Linked DNA regions of Mus musculus: region 1 is linked to region 2. Evidence: chromatin contacts called from public Micro-C data. All regions are on one chromosome and are shown on one strand. The core of a region is the stretch at or near the end of the contact, and the rest is flanking DNA. Distances in the headings are between cores, read along the strand shown. Region 1 holds the start of Lhx5 (LIM homeobox protein 5). Region 2 holds the start of Barhl2 (BarH like homeobox 2).

What was found. Hi-C and Micro-C count contacts between places; a contact is called where the count stands out from the background.
Region 1: a Micro-C map of embryonic stem cells shows a contact between it and region 2, with 40 times the contacts expected there. The contact joins the promoter of Lhx5 here to the promoter of Barhl2 in region 2. A contact is called at or near these places in 1 of 39 promoter capture datasets (hippocampal neurons) and 4 of 484 Hi-C or Micro-C datasets (all in embryonic stem cells).

The regions. Positions count from the first base shown.
Region 1 is chr5:120,429,009-120,435,576 of GRCm38.p6, forward strand. Lhx5 (LIM homeobox protein 5) reads left to right here and starts at 2,878. Exons shown (of 5, transcript NM_008499.5): 1 at 2,878-3,445; 2 at 5,483-5,706; 3 at 6,343-6,568. The coding sequence starts at 3,273. It overlaps Gm27199 (predicted gene 27199), which reads right to left and starts at 2,759. Exons shown (of 2, transcript NR_166585.1): 1 at 2,679-2,759. Gm31976 (a long non-coding RNA gene) reads right to left here and starts at 2,672. Exons shown (of 2, transcript XR_878743.1): 1 at 2,072-2,672.
Region 2 is chr5:106,453,335-106,459,837 of GRCm38.p6, forward strand. It overlaps Barhl2 (BarH like homeobox 2), which reads right to left and starts at 4,832. Exons shown (of 3, transcript NM_001005477.1): 1 at 3,892-4,832; 2 at 2,116-2,341; 3 at 1-335. The coding sequence starts at 4,507. The coding sequence ends at 23. It overlaps Gm33151 (a long non-coding RNA gene), which reads left to right and starts at 5,258. Exons shown (of 2, transcript XR_389476.3): 1 at 5,258-5,554; 2 at 6,109-6,405.

The DNA of each region.
Region 1 (6,568 bases), core at 1,628-4,127, about 14 Mb after region 2:
CCCTTGTGGGCCTTCTGTAAGCCCAACCAACCCTCAAATGCTACAACCATCCGGCTCAGCCCCAGGTGGCCCACCCACAGCCAGACTTGGGGGACTCCCAGGGTAGTTGCTCTCCACGACAGTTCTCTCCCTGGTTTGGCATTCAGTTGCTGGGGCGTGGACTACACGTTGACATTCCAGGAGAAGTCAGCTGATGGGTTTGTCCAAGAGTAAAGACTCAGCCGGGGCTGGATGGGCAGAACTCTGGCTATTCATTGTGGTGACTTGAGGGAGTGTGTGGCCACAAATGGATAGAGGAGGGATGCGGAGGAGGAGGAGGAGGAGGAGGAGGAGGAGGAGGAGGAGGAGGAGGAGGAGGAAGAGGAGGAGGAGGAAGAGGAGGAGGAGGAAGAGGAGAAGGAGGAGGAGGAGGAAGAAGAGGAAGAGGAGGAGGAGGGGGGTTGAGGGACTGTAGTGTCAGGGTGTGAGTTTTTCTCCACACATCTCAACAGCAATGCATAATGGGAAGAGGCCTTTGAAGTGTTTTGATGGATGCCAGACTCCAAATAGGGCAAAAAGGCAGAGGGAGAAAGAAACCATGGGAGAGAGGGAAATAGAGAAAGAAGGAGAGGAAGGTTTGGGGCCAGGGGAACAGGAAAAGAGGTGCAAGCCACTGAGTTAAAGAGGGAAGCACTCCAGGAGAATCAAGAAGATGGGGTTGGGTGGGGGGCTCCAAGAAACAAAGGCAGAGGGGCAGTGGGTTCGCCTCAGCTGGCAGCCTACATGACTCCTGTCTTCTCTGGGCCCTTCCTCATCTCTCTGCTCTCTGGGAGCATCTAGGCCCCCAGGCAAACAGGCTGGGCACTGCCACAGAGCTTCTTTTAGAGGCTTCAAGAATCTCTCTCCACAGGCCTAGGAGGCCCCGGGTGTGATCCAGTCTGCTTGGTCCTGGTTGCTACACTACACTACACTACACTACACTACACTACACTACACTGCAGGTACTCAGTCTCCTTGACAAAAGAGCGACCAGGTGATGTACCCACATACAGAGGCTACCCAAGTTGCGGGGAACCGTCTCCCAAAAGGCTCCGCTGATGAGACTCTTCAAGTCTTTCCCCCTAATCCATGAGGAGAATCCCTGCTACTGATACACAAACATTTCCCCCACTTCTACAAGAGTTGTGTAAATAAAAATTTACTGTCCAAACACCACACACACATCTACAAAATTCAGTGCCAGGGATCACACAGCCCAGTTCTGTCACACATAGGATCTCTAGTAGGAATATTCATATCTACACACACACACACACACTCACACTCAGACATTAAAATACACCTGCAGCATGTCAGAATAAACACATGCTTGTGAGTGACTTTACAAACAAGCATTTCCTCACACACCCAGTCGACCCATGTAAGCAGACACATAGAGACACAGACCAACAAGAAAGAAAGAAAGAAAGAAAGAAAGAAAGAAAGAAAGGAAGGAAGGAAGAAAGAAAGAAAGAAAGAAAGAAAGAAAGAAAGAAAGAAAGAAAGGTAATGCACATGTTAACAGGAAATTATAAACGAGAAATTTTACATGCCAAAAAAAGAAAGAAAAAAGAAAAAGAAACAAAAATAAAAAAAAATCCCTCCACGTCCCAGGGTTTGATCGCGAACACACTATAAATAGAGAGTTTTCAAGCAGTGGATATTTGCTAACAAACTCAGTAAATACGCCCAAACAAACACCCACAGCCAAGTCTTGGCACAATTCCTCTATGGCTCCAACCCTTAGGCCCCAGCCCCGCACCATCAGCGTTCTTCCCAGCAGCAAGGAAATATCCCAAAACACTCTCCCAGCCCTACCTCGTCCAAAGCAAGCGGTGGCCTGGTTGGCCTCGCAGAAACAAGGCCTGATCCCTTTTCTCCCCTCCAGGCCCACGCGCCCCTCCTCAGAGTACACCTGCTGGTACCCACACACCTGCGAAGCTGCCTTTGGCTCTAGGAGAGGGCCAGACTTAGAGCATCTCGGGGGGCCCGGGAGTGCCTATGACGCCCGGCTGTGGCCAGCTTCCCTCGCTCTATCGAGCGACCCACTCACCACGGTTCCCGCCAGCCTGACCTGGAATATGGACGATGTGGCCAAGACAGATGTAGTGAGCTTCAGCCTCCTCTCAACCTGCCGGAACACCCATCCGAGGTAGACCACCCCTTTCGCCACACCTCCCCCAGTGCCGAGTGAGCTAGGCACTTAGAAACGACCTTCGGGATTCCCAAGACCAGGCGAGGTGACATCCCTGAGTCAACCTGGATAGGGGTGGGGGAGGGAGGCACAGAAGTACCCAAGCTTCCCGCCCTCAGTCTCTTGGTGAGAAAAGCCCTGCTGGGCCCTAGCCCCGTGAGTGACAAAAGAAGCCACCGTAGGGAGAAGTGCCGGGTCTCCCAGCTCCTACGCTCAGAGCCCGAGCGAGCCGCAGTCTAAAGCAAGAGGGAGCTGGGCGGGTTCGGAAGCAGGGGGACCACAGCGCACTCCCTGCCTGGGCAACTTCTACAGGTTGCGAGGGTGGCGAACCTGGTGGGAGGTTTCTCCCTGGCTAGGCCTTGGAACCCTGCCCCCCAAAATTATTTGTGATGGGAGAGAAAAAGAACCCTGGTTTTCGCATCGCGCCCCCACCCCTCCAGACCCAAACTAGAAGGTAAATACTTACTTAGCTTGGGAACAGGTACTAGCAAATACTCGGCAATACTGATGTCTTGTTTTTTTTGCTCTGCCCTGACCGCAACGCTGTAGCCAATTTAGATATGCTATAAATTTAAGAGGTTGCTATGGCCACGGCGCGCCCATTGGCCGCCCGGCCCCCTACGTGCCGCACCACGTCACCAAATCTGAATAAGGATGCGCGAATTAGGCGGCGGCCAGACAAAGATGAGGATCGGGACCGCTTGAAAGTGGGGGAAAGTGCCGGCGCCTCCGCCAACCGGGAAAGCCGCTCGCCAGTGCCGAAGCCAGCAGCCGCCGAGGACACCTGCTCGAAGCTGGAGCGAGCGCCCGGTCGCGACCCGTGACATGAGGCTGTGACCGCTGCCGCCCTCCACGCCACTCTGGGCAGTGCAGCGCCAGGCCGGAGAGCGTCGGAGGACTTGACCCCGAGAAGTCTTGGTTGATCCGTAACGGACTCGCCCCTACAGACTCGCCTACAGACTAGGAAGGCTGAGAGCCACAGCAGCGGGGACCGAGAGGGCCTAAGGGCCCAGGGGCCCCAAGGAGGACGAGGCGGCCCGAGCCGCCGGGGCGCGCGGCTATGATGGTGCACTGTGCTGGCTGTGAGCGGCCCATCCTCGACCGCTTTCTGCTGAACGTACTAGACCGCGCGTGGCATATCAAATGTGTTCAATGCTGCGAGTGCAAAACCAACCTCTCGGAGAAGTGCTTCTCACGGGAAGGCAAGCTATACTGTAAAAACGACTTTTTCAGGTAAGAGGCCCCGCCGCGCCCTGCTGCCTACCACTGGCTGGCCCGAGCTCTACTCTGGCTCCTTGGGAATTAAGGGACCAAGAGACCCACCCCAGCTTGGGAGGTGGGGGTGGGCAGATAGGCAGTCTGCCCTCCTCAAGCCCTGTCCTCTGCTTGTGGGATGCTGAGGTTGAGTCGAGGGAAAGGAGGAGGCTGTTTGGCTGCTTCACCTTGGGTCTGCCAGGCAGCAGCAGAGATCGGTCAGATGGCAGAGGCCCGGAAGCTCGGCAACTTGCTCTGGGCCCCTTCCCCCGACACCTGAGTCCCCAGGACAGAAGCCTCAAGACTCCCCTGTCCAGATCCCAAAGATGTGTCGGGAGTTCAGAGCAGCTAGGAGCTTCTTGTTCCACACAGTAAATCCTAAACCCAGAGGGTAATCTGAGGACAAACAGGAACTTCTCACTTCCAAAGGACCCTAGCTAAGAAGGGATCTCCTGGAGATGGGCGATGAGAACCTTCCCCTGGCCCCCCACCACCCTCACCCGATTAATTTTCTTCCTAGTTGGAGAGGCACTGAAGAAGTAGAAGGTGAAAATCAGCCGATCTGTTCTGAGATCTCCCTTCCCAAGTCCATACAGCCCCTCAAGGCAGGCCAGGACCCAGTGTCTCTGTGGGCCTCAGTTTCCCAAAATGAGAAATGCTATGGGGCAGCCTAGAAACGCGTGGGTTTTTTTTTTTTTTTTTTTTTTTTTTTTTTTTTTTTTTTTTTTTTTTTTTTGGTAGCTGCGCTTTCTGCCCGTTTCCACCCGGCACCCAGACTGGCTTTGTGAGTCTGAATTCCAGGCACTGAGGGGGCGTGATTAGCTCGGCAAAGGAGAAAGGCTGCCGCCTGCCCCAGTGGCCGGGCACTTGGGAATTTGAATAGGAGAAAATGTCAGCCTCGCCTTTACACGTGTAAACTCCCTAGCCCCAGAGGCCCTGGTGCCCCTAATGTGGCATGCTTGCAAAGCACCTAATGATTTTTGATAAGGTGTATATAGCCAATTATGCTGCCGGATAAGGCCAAAAGTGACTTATGGTTTCTAATGCTCTCACTACATCAATGTCACCCAAATTCACTCTGTTTAGAGACATGGGTGTGAGTGGATGAAGGGGCCCCTCAGGGTTCTGAGCCCTCTTCTTCCTCTCCACACAACCTGTACCCCTTCCTTTAGGTTCTGCACCACCCATTATGTGCATACACGGGGGTACTTTCTTCCAGAGCCCAGGAAAGAAAAAGGATTTGTTCAGAGGCAAGGGAAAGAGGGCTTTGGAGTGATCCCAGGTCTTGGCTGGGCAGGACTTAAGATCAGCTTCTGCTCCCATTCTTCTGCTGTCTGCTGGGGCCAGAGATGGGGGAGGAGGATGTGTGTGTGTGTGTGTGTGTGTGTGTGTGTGTGTGTGTGTGTGTGCAGAAACTGACTTCCTGTTTCCAGAATGTACTCTTCTGAGGGCCTTCTGTCCCCAGCTCCTGAAAGCTGGGAGTCTAGCAGGTCTCCTGGATAGAAAGAGAAAAGTCCTGGCCTTTTTGCTCAGGTCTTCCACCCTGATGCTAAAGACAGGCAGGCAGACAGACAGACAGATAGACAGACAGACAGACATGGTGGTCCTATCTGACACACACAACACCCTAATCCAGGAAGCAAAACTAAAAATACTGAAAATCTACTCCACAGGCTTAAAATCCTTTGTAGGCTCCTGAAACAACCAAGACAGATTTGGTGGGGACCTGAGGGCAGGGGAGGCATCTTGGGACCCCCTAAACCCTTGTCTTCACTCCAGGCCAAACTCTCAGCTCTTCTAGAACAGCCCCATATAGCCTGAATCAACACATTAAAAGCAGGGCCACCTCCCCCTCAAACCAGCCCTGACTCGGGAGACTAGAATTAGGGCTCCGTTGGACAAATACGGGTGTCTGGGACGCCAGAGGGGGTTGGAAGAGGTCAGCACTGAAGAGGACCTGGACACTAGTACCAACTTCCCACCTCACACTGACAGTCGCCTTATATCCATCCACAGGCGCTTTGGCACAAAGTGCGCCGGCTGCGCGCAAGGTATCTCTCCGAGCGACCTGGTACGGAAGGCCCGGAGCAAAGTCTTCCACCTCAACTGCTTCACCTGTATGGTGTGCAATAAGCAGCTATCCACCGGAGAGGAGCTCTACGTGATCGACGAGAACAAGTTTGTGTGCAAGGACGACTACTTAAGCTCCTCTAGCCTCAAGGAAGGAAGTCTCAACTCGGGTACGCAGCCCTCTGCTCTTCCTCCAGTTTCCCTCTATACCGCGCCAAAACCCAGCTGACACTCTCAACCTCCACCCCGTGCCTGCCCTGGGCTGGGGGCTGGTCTGGTCTAATCTCAGCTCAGCATTCATTTGTTAGGGGGCTTCAGGGATGGGGAGACAGAAGCCAGTTCTACAGGGGAAACCCGAGCCAGGCTCGTCTTCGGGAGCCCCCACCAACCCAATTTAGAACAGCAAAAATCTCCCTTCAGTATCATTTGATGTCCTGGCAAATTCTAGAAGGACGGGGTGGGGGGGGCGCGTGGGGGCACTCATAGCTATTTAGAGGAAAGAGAGATGGGGCGTGGGGGATGAGAGGGGACAGTCTGTTCCCTTCTTTGCTTTGCACTCCCAAAGAAAAGGTTCTTCAGAGGGTGTGCCCCATTCCCCCCGGGAGCTGCGGACTTGAGAAGGTCCTTTCAAACCAAACCCGGGCTGGAGAGAGTGGGCGGGCGCCGAGTCCGGGGGGAGGGGTGCTCCTGATTTGAGAGAGAACCCAGCGACCAAGGCAGAGAGCCTGGTCTTCAGGGACCGTTTCTGAATTGGAGACAGATAGCGCTGACACAGCTGTCCTGTCCCCAATCCATCCACCCCGCAGTGTCGTCCTGTACGGACCGCAGTTTGTCCCCGGACCTCCAGGATCCGTTACAGGACGACCCCAAAGAGACCGACAATTCGACCTCATCGGACAAGGAAACCGCTAACAACGAGAATGAGGAACAGAACTCCGGCACCAAACGGCGCGGCCCGCGCACCACCATCAAGGCCAAGCAGCTGGAGACGCTCAAGGCAGCCTTCGCAGCCACGCCCAAGCCCACGCGCCA
Region 2 (6,503 bases), core at 3,582-6,081:
TGTCCCTCCTGTCCCTCCTTCCTCACCGGGGATGCGGGGTGCCTGGGATGGGGTTGGACAAAGGGTTGAGGGCCGGCTGTCCCCCAGGCCCCAGGCCGTGGATGAGCACGCGGGGTACCAGCGGCCGCTGCAGCTGCGGATGAGGTGCTGGAGGAGTTCGGTACATGCTGCTGTACATGGCCGCGGCCGCCGCCGCCGCCGTGGTGCTGTCCATGCTCCCCAGCAGGCTTGGGTGATAGAAATAAGGCGACGGAAACATCCTCTGCAGCGCGGAGTAGTTCCCGGCCTCGGCTAGCAGCTCCAGGCCCACTGCAGTCTGCCGCTTCCACTTGGTTCTGAAAGAAATCGGGTGGGCGCGGGTGGCGGCTGCGGAGGATGGTCCCGGGACCGCGCCCGCCGCTCCCCGCTCTCCCCTATCCTCCCTACTTCAGGAAGGCCTGGGGAACCTCAAATACACCTCTCCTGCCCCCACCCCCACTCTGCTTCACCCACGCGCTCTCAGGACGGCCCAGGCCCAAAATCAGTTCTTCAAACTACGTCTTCTACGTGGGGACACTCGCAGATGGAGTCGTACAAGCTTCACTGCCTTCTCTGGCCCTCTGCCCTACAGTCTGCCCCACGATTTAACTATATCCTGCAACTTTCCCGGAGGCCAAATGAAATCCCATCTTTTCACCAGCCTTCTTCCCTTGGTCCCCCAATTCTCCTCCAATCTTCTCTGACCAGAAATCTCAGAAAGGTTGGATCTCGGCCCCTCCCCCCATCACACCCAAGGAAACCAAAACCAGAAACAAAGGGCGGCTGACACTCCGGGTTTGCACTCTCCATGGCTGCCGGGACAGTTCCTCCCTAAGTCTGACCAGGCATTACAGGCTTAGGGAAGAAGGGCGACGAGGTTCAAACTGGAATTCGTTTGAGAGTGAGCTCTCCCTAGGGAGCGGTACCTCCGACCATTCTAGGTGGAAGGAAATGGGTCTCAAGATATTCTCTCCTTAAAAGAGAAAGTAGTGCTTAAACCCTGTGATCCATTTTTTTTGGGGGGAGGGGGTCTCCTCTCTTCCCACTGCACCAAGCTGGGAGAGAGGACTTTACTCGAATGCCCTAGGAAGGCAAGCCTGGTGGAGCATCCATACCCAGCAGCTCTAGCCAAATTAATAAACATGTCGCCGGTTTTAAATTGGCTACAGATGACACTAATGTTCTCCGACAGAATTAGGGTGGCTGAAACCGTATGTAATGAGACAGAAAATTATGGTAAGATGACAACTGGACGGGCATTTCCAACCCCACTTATGAACGATTAGGACACAAACGACAGAGGGGGCAGAGAATTGAGCCTAGAGAGTTTAGCACCAGGTGTGGAAACAGGACATAACCTCAACTCCTACTGCCCAAGTCTGTCCCTAGCCACCAGGGTGAGGCCAGACACTTTCTTAATGTCTTTTTTTAATCAGTCACATGGGACAGGGTTTGTGTCCCCTCCCCACCCTTCCTCTTTATGAGACTGCAGAAACAGCCAGGACATGGGGACAGACAATTCCCTCCCCTTCCCCCACGCACACTGTTGAGTAGATGCTCAAGCAGCTGCCTGATTCTCCAGCCCATGGCCTCCAGTCCAGCTCTAATCCAGATGGGTTTCCCTGATCTTCCATGTTATGGCAACCAAGGCTTGGACTTTGGCTTTCCCAACTGCCTAACATTTAAGCCAAGGCTGGTGGGACAGCTCTGTGAAGATCTCAATAGCTAGGCCATGTTGCTTGACACAGATATTTGGAGCCAGCTTGTGGCAGTTCTAAGGGTACTCTGCGCACACAGATTCCTCCTGGGTGTCAGTTACACAGATATTTCAACCTGAGTGCGGCTTGACTTGAGGACAAAATGAGGGAAACTGTGGTGCCTCGAGTTTCTGGGGGGCAGGGAGAGAGAACCAAATGTTAAGACATTTAGAGCACAAAAGTGTTCAAACTCCCGGTGTCCTCAGTCACTCCCATTTGGATGTGTGCCTAACCTCTGCCCCAAGAATACCCACTACAGACCCTGTGACTCTCTGTCCCGCATCTCCAGGAGAGAAGATGGTACCGGCCTGGCCTGCAGGGACCCAGTGGCTCTCCTCACCTTCGGTTCTGGTACCAGGTCTTGACTTGGGTGTCAGTGAGGTTGAGTGCGGCCGCCAGGTCCATTCGGTCCTGGACACTTAGGTACTTCTGCCGCTCAAAGCTACGCTCCAGCTGGTTGAGCTGGTGGTCTGAGAAAGCTGTCCTGGCCTTTCGAGGTTTCTTGGCTCTCACGGGGGGACTCTCTCGGCTACTTGTAATCTCCCGGTCTCCTTCCTCCTTTGTTCCTAGGGTAGAAACAGTGACAGGGTTCTGTAAATCAGCCTGAACCGAGGAAGAGAGGAGTGTCCACCTGGCACACACCTCCACACCCCCACACCCTTTCCTGGGCCTTGGAGAGCAGAGAGGCCTGAGAGAGTTTAAGTGTCTGTGGTCTCCTGTTTCTAGTTCTCTTTGGTCTGAGAGGAGGTTATGTTATGCTCCTCTTTGTTGTTTTCAAAGGGATGTTCTTTGTAAGGCACTCTCCAAAGTCTTTCTACTCTGTTTTCAAGACAGGCAGACTTCAGGACGTTGCTCTAATATTTTTCCTGCTAGCTGGAACTTAGATGCCTTTGTTTCTTTTCAGATGCATTTGGAAAATGTTAAGACTCAAACCTTCTGCAGACCTCCTCTGTATCGGGTCCCTTCCAAGCTTCAGAGAGAATGTGTCACTGAACTGAGCTCAAAAAACACTTGAGCCCATCCAGGTGACAGCACAGAAATTTCCGGATTCTATTTGTCAAGTTTGGTTTTTTGCTGAAATGCTAGGAAATCGATATGTCAATCCCTCTCCGTTTGTACCGGTTTGTGCAGTACTCCTTGATCTTCCCTGCAGGAAGAACAATAATCTCTCTAATTGACCCACTGGGGAGGTTGGTGAACGAGAAATCGCCAGACCAGACTGTACATCTGTTTGGGGCACTATTATGCTAATGCTATAAACAGTAAAATGAAGAGCCCATGTCCTAGAAGGTAGGAACCTTCTAGATTGCAATCCTTACCAGAGAAAAATTAAGCATTAATAATAATAATAATAATAATAATAATACCACTAAAGATGGGGGAAATCTCCCTGGTGTTTTAAAATCTTTTGCAATGCAAAGACAAGAACAGTTACTTATGAAATTGAAATTGCCCAAGACGAAAATAGGGTATTAAAAGATAAATTTCCATTGTTGTCTTGATTTTACAAAAACAAATTCCATAAAATTTAGTTTTCACAAATATTTGTTATTGGAAAGGGCCAGAAGAGGGGTATCGGTGAGAAGGGTGTTCTTAAAAAACAGGCTATGATTTGTTTTCTGTATTAATCATCAATTAGTAAAAATGAATTGCTCCTGTAATAATGTTGGAAATTTTTCTAACATTAAATCAGACAATTCCTGTGACGGCATTTAGAAAACATGGAGGGGGCATTTGGAAAATACTGGGGTGGTATTGCATTCAAAAATAAACATCAAGTTGTGATCACAGACCTAGACAACCACAACTGGCTACCAGCTTCTCTCCACCCCTTCCCACTCCCATTCCCAAGGTCTCAGCTAAAAGAAGAAAAAAAAAAAATCCCAAGTAAGCCTCTGTTTTCAACGAAAAGTGTCTCCCATCCTATCTCTTCAGTTACCACCTTCCTCCAGCACATTTAAAATTAAGTAAAACAAAGAACGGAGCCGGATGGCCGCAAAGGTTGTGGGGCAGAAATGTAACCAACAGAACTTAAGGTGCGTCGCTAAATCGCACGCCTAGGCCCCTCTCCTTCGGCGGTCACTCAAGTGACCCGGGCAGCTCCGGCGCAACTCACCGTGGCATTTGATGTCGCTCTGGGGGTCTTCTCTCTTGTCCAGCTTGGTTTTGCCGTCCTCCTGCTCAAGCTTTGGCCTGAAGCTCTCGTGTGCCGCGTTGCTCTCCTGCTTCGGGGTGTGATGAGGAGAAGAAACGCTGGTGCTGTAGGGTGCACAAGCCGCCAGGGGTTTGCTGTCTCCCAAGATGTCCTTAATTAAAAAGGAAGAGGTGGAAGTCCTGGGGGCCGCGGCGGCCGAGCCCAGCTGCTGGGCTGCTGACTGCGGCTGCGGCGGCGGTTGCTGTTGGGGCGAAGGCTGCAAACTTTGCGCGGGGACCGCGGATGGTGGCGGCGGCTGTTGGCTGTGGTGGAGGTGATGGTGATGCTGGGGTCCGTCTGTCACAAGATGCGGCTCCGGGGGTTCCAGGGTGACCGAGATCGGTGAAGAGGGCGCCGTTCCCACGGTATCAATCTCCGAACAGGGTGACGGGGTGGCCTGGCTCCTAAAATCCGTTGTCCTCGCTTCACCGAGCGATCGGAAATCCCCGTTCATCATGCCGGGGCTCCCGGAACCGGCACCGGACAAAATAGTGTCTATTCCAAAACTCGACCCGCTGGCCCCTTCCATTGCTGTCATTTCTACATGAGGTCCACGCTACTCCGCGGATCAGCCGCCGCCGGGACCAAGCAAGGGAAACTACCGATCGTAAAACAAAATAGACACTAAAAAGCGTTGACACTGCTTTAAAAAAAAAAAAAAGTGGGGAGGGAATGAAGGATAATGGGAGGTGACAATTGGTGGGCACTTTCGACTCAACTTTTCCCCCTTATACAAAAAGTAAAGAGAAAAAAATTTGAGGGGAAAGCCCCCAAATGCCACAAGCGGGAAGGTGTGCTCCGCTCCGCTGGACCACCGCGCACGTGGGCGGTGGCAGCGGAGAGCAGCACCGAGACTAAGATGCTGGCCGCTGGAGCAACCCCGCCGCCGCCACCTGCACCGCCACCGCCGCCGCCTGGGTCTGCCCACTGCCCGATCCCGGGCGGCGGCGGCGGCGGCCGGAGCAGGTGCAGCGACCGCTAAGGCCGGGCGGTCCCGGAGGTGACCGCCGTGCGTGACCCGGCAGTCCCGGAGCCGAGTTTCTGAACTTTGTTGGAAAGTTGCGGAGCGAACGCGGCCGCCGCCGCCCCGGGAGGAGGAGAAGCAGCGAAGGAGCAAGCGCGGGCGCAGGAGACCGCGGACAGGCGGCGCCCGGCGACTCCCGCCGCTGCCCCGCGCGTTGGCTTGTCATCCGCGGGCTCGCGGGCGGCGCCGACCCCCTCCCGTGACGTCACGGCCCCCGCCGCCGCTCCCCGCCCGCGCCCCCGCCGCCCGGGCCCCGCGCCCCATTGGCCGCTGCGCGCCAGCCAGCGACGCCGGCGTGCCGGGAGCCAATGGGCGCGCTCCTGGCCAGCCCGTCAGCAGCGCGCCTCGAACCCCGCTGCTCTTTTGAGAACCGAACCTCGGTGCGCCCGCAGCCCTGAGCCCAACGCCTACTCCAGGGGTCCAAGTGGTACCCACTGTAACGAGTACCCGGCCAGGGAGATGGGGAGAGACCAGAAGGGCACTGGAGAAGGGAGCCCCCGGGCGGGAAGCGGGGAAGCAGTACGGATCGTTAGATGTGCCCGTGCTAAGTCAGATTGGAGGGTGAGTGGAGAGGCCGCGAAGGGCAAAAGGATCCTGCGGCTCCCGGTGGCCTGCAGCGCAGCCCCGCTCGCACGGTTCCCAAGCACGCTTGAGCAGAGCGGAAACACGAGGAGCAGGGGATAGAGGTGCTGAGGGACCCCACGGGGAAGTGTGTGACACCAGAGCCAGAGCTCCGCGTGGGCCTGCAACGTCTGAGCTCTACTCTCCCCACAGGAGCCGGTGCGCTCCAGCTCGGTCCAACCGGGTAGCAGATCCAGGAGAGGCACTGAGCTGGGGGGCTACATCTTTGACCCCCCTGTCGGGAAGGATCGGGCCTTTGGCTCCAAATCCCGCTTTGTCTCCAGTCAGAGCCTGTGCTGGAAGAAATGCCGGGCCAAGCACTTTCTCCCGAACCGGGAAAAACCCCGGGCGAGGCGTTCTCCAGCGGCGCGGGCAGCTGTGGTTCCCTGCGGCATCAGGCTGCTGTGGGGCCGCGGGAACTGGGTGGCTGGTCCGCAGCCTGAGCTCCCGCAGCTCCTCCCTCCAATGCTTCCATCCCCTCCCCACTGTGGCAGGCCTTGGTTTTGGAAAGGAAACAGTCACCGCCGATCCATTTGGGACCTGGAACGCGACTGTGACGCCGCCTTGTCGGAGGGTATCAACTTGCATTCTTTCTTCAGGACGTCTCCAACCTGTCTCTTGTTGAATGTCAGAGTAATGGGAAGCGCCAGTGACAAGCCGGCGTATTACTCCTGATTAAGTGCCGTGTCAACCTAATTAGCAGAGTAATTATAAGGTGCTAATGAATGATTCAAAGTTCTTTGAGTTACATTTTACTCCAAATTACCATTTTTAAGAACCTTATGAATCTGCGTGGTTGGCATCGTTTCCGTGACCGTATAGAATGATGTCAGTAAAGGACAGGGTTTAGTGGCGATTATGGACGTCGCCTTGCTTTTCTTTTCTTTTC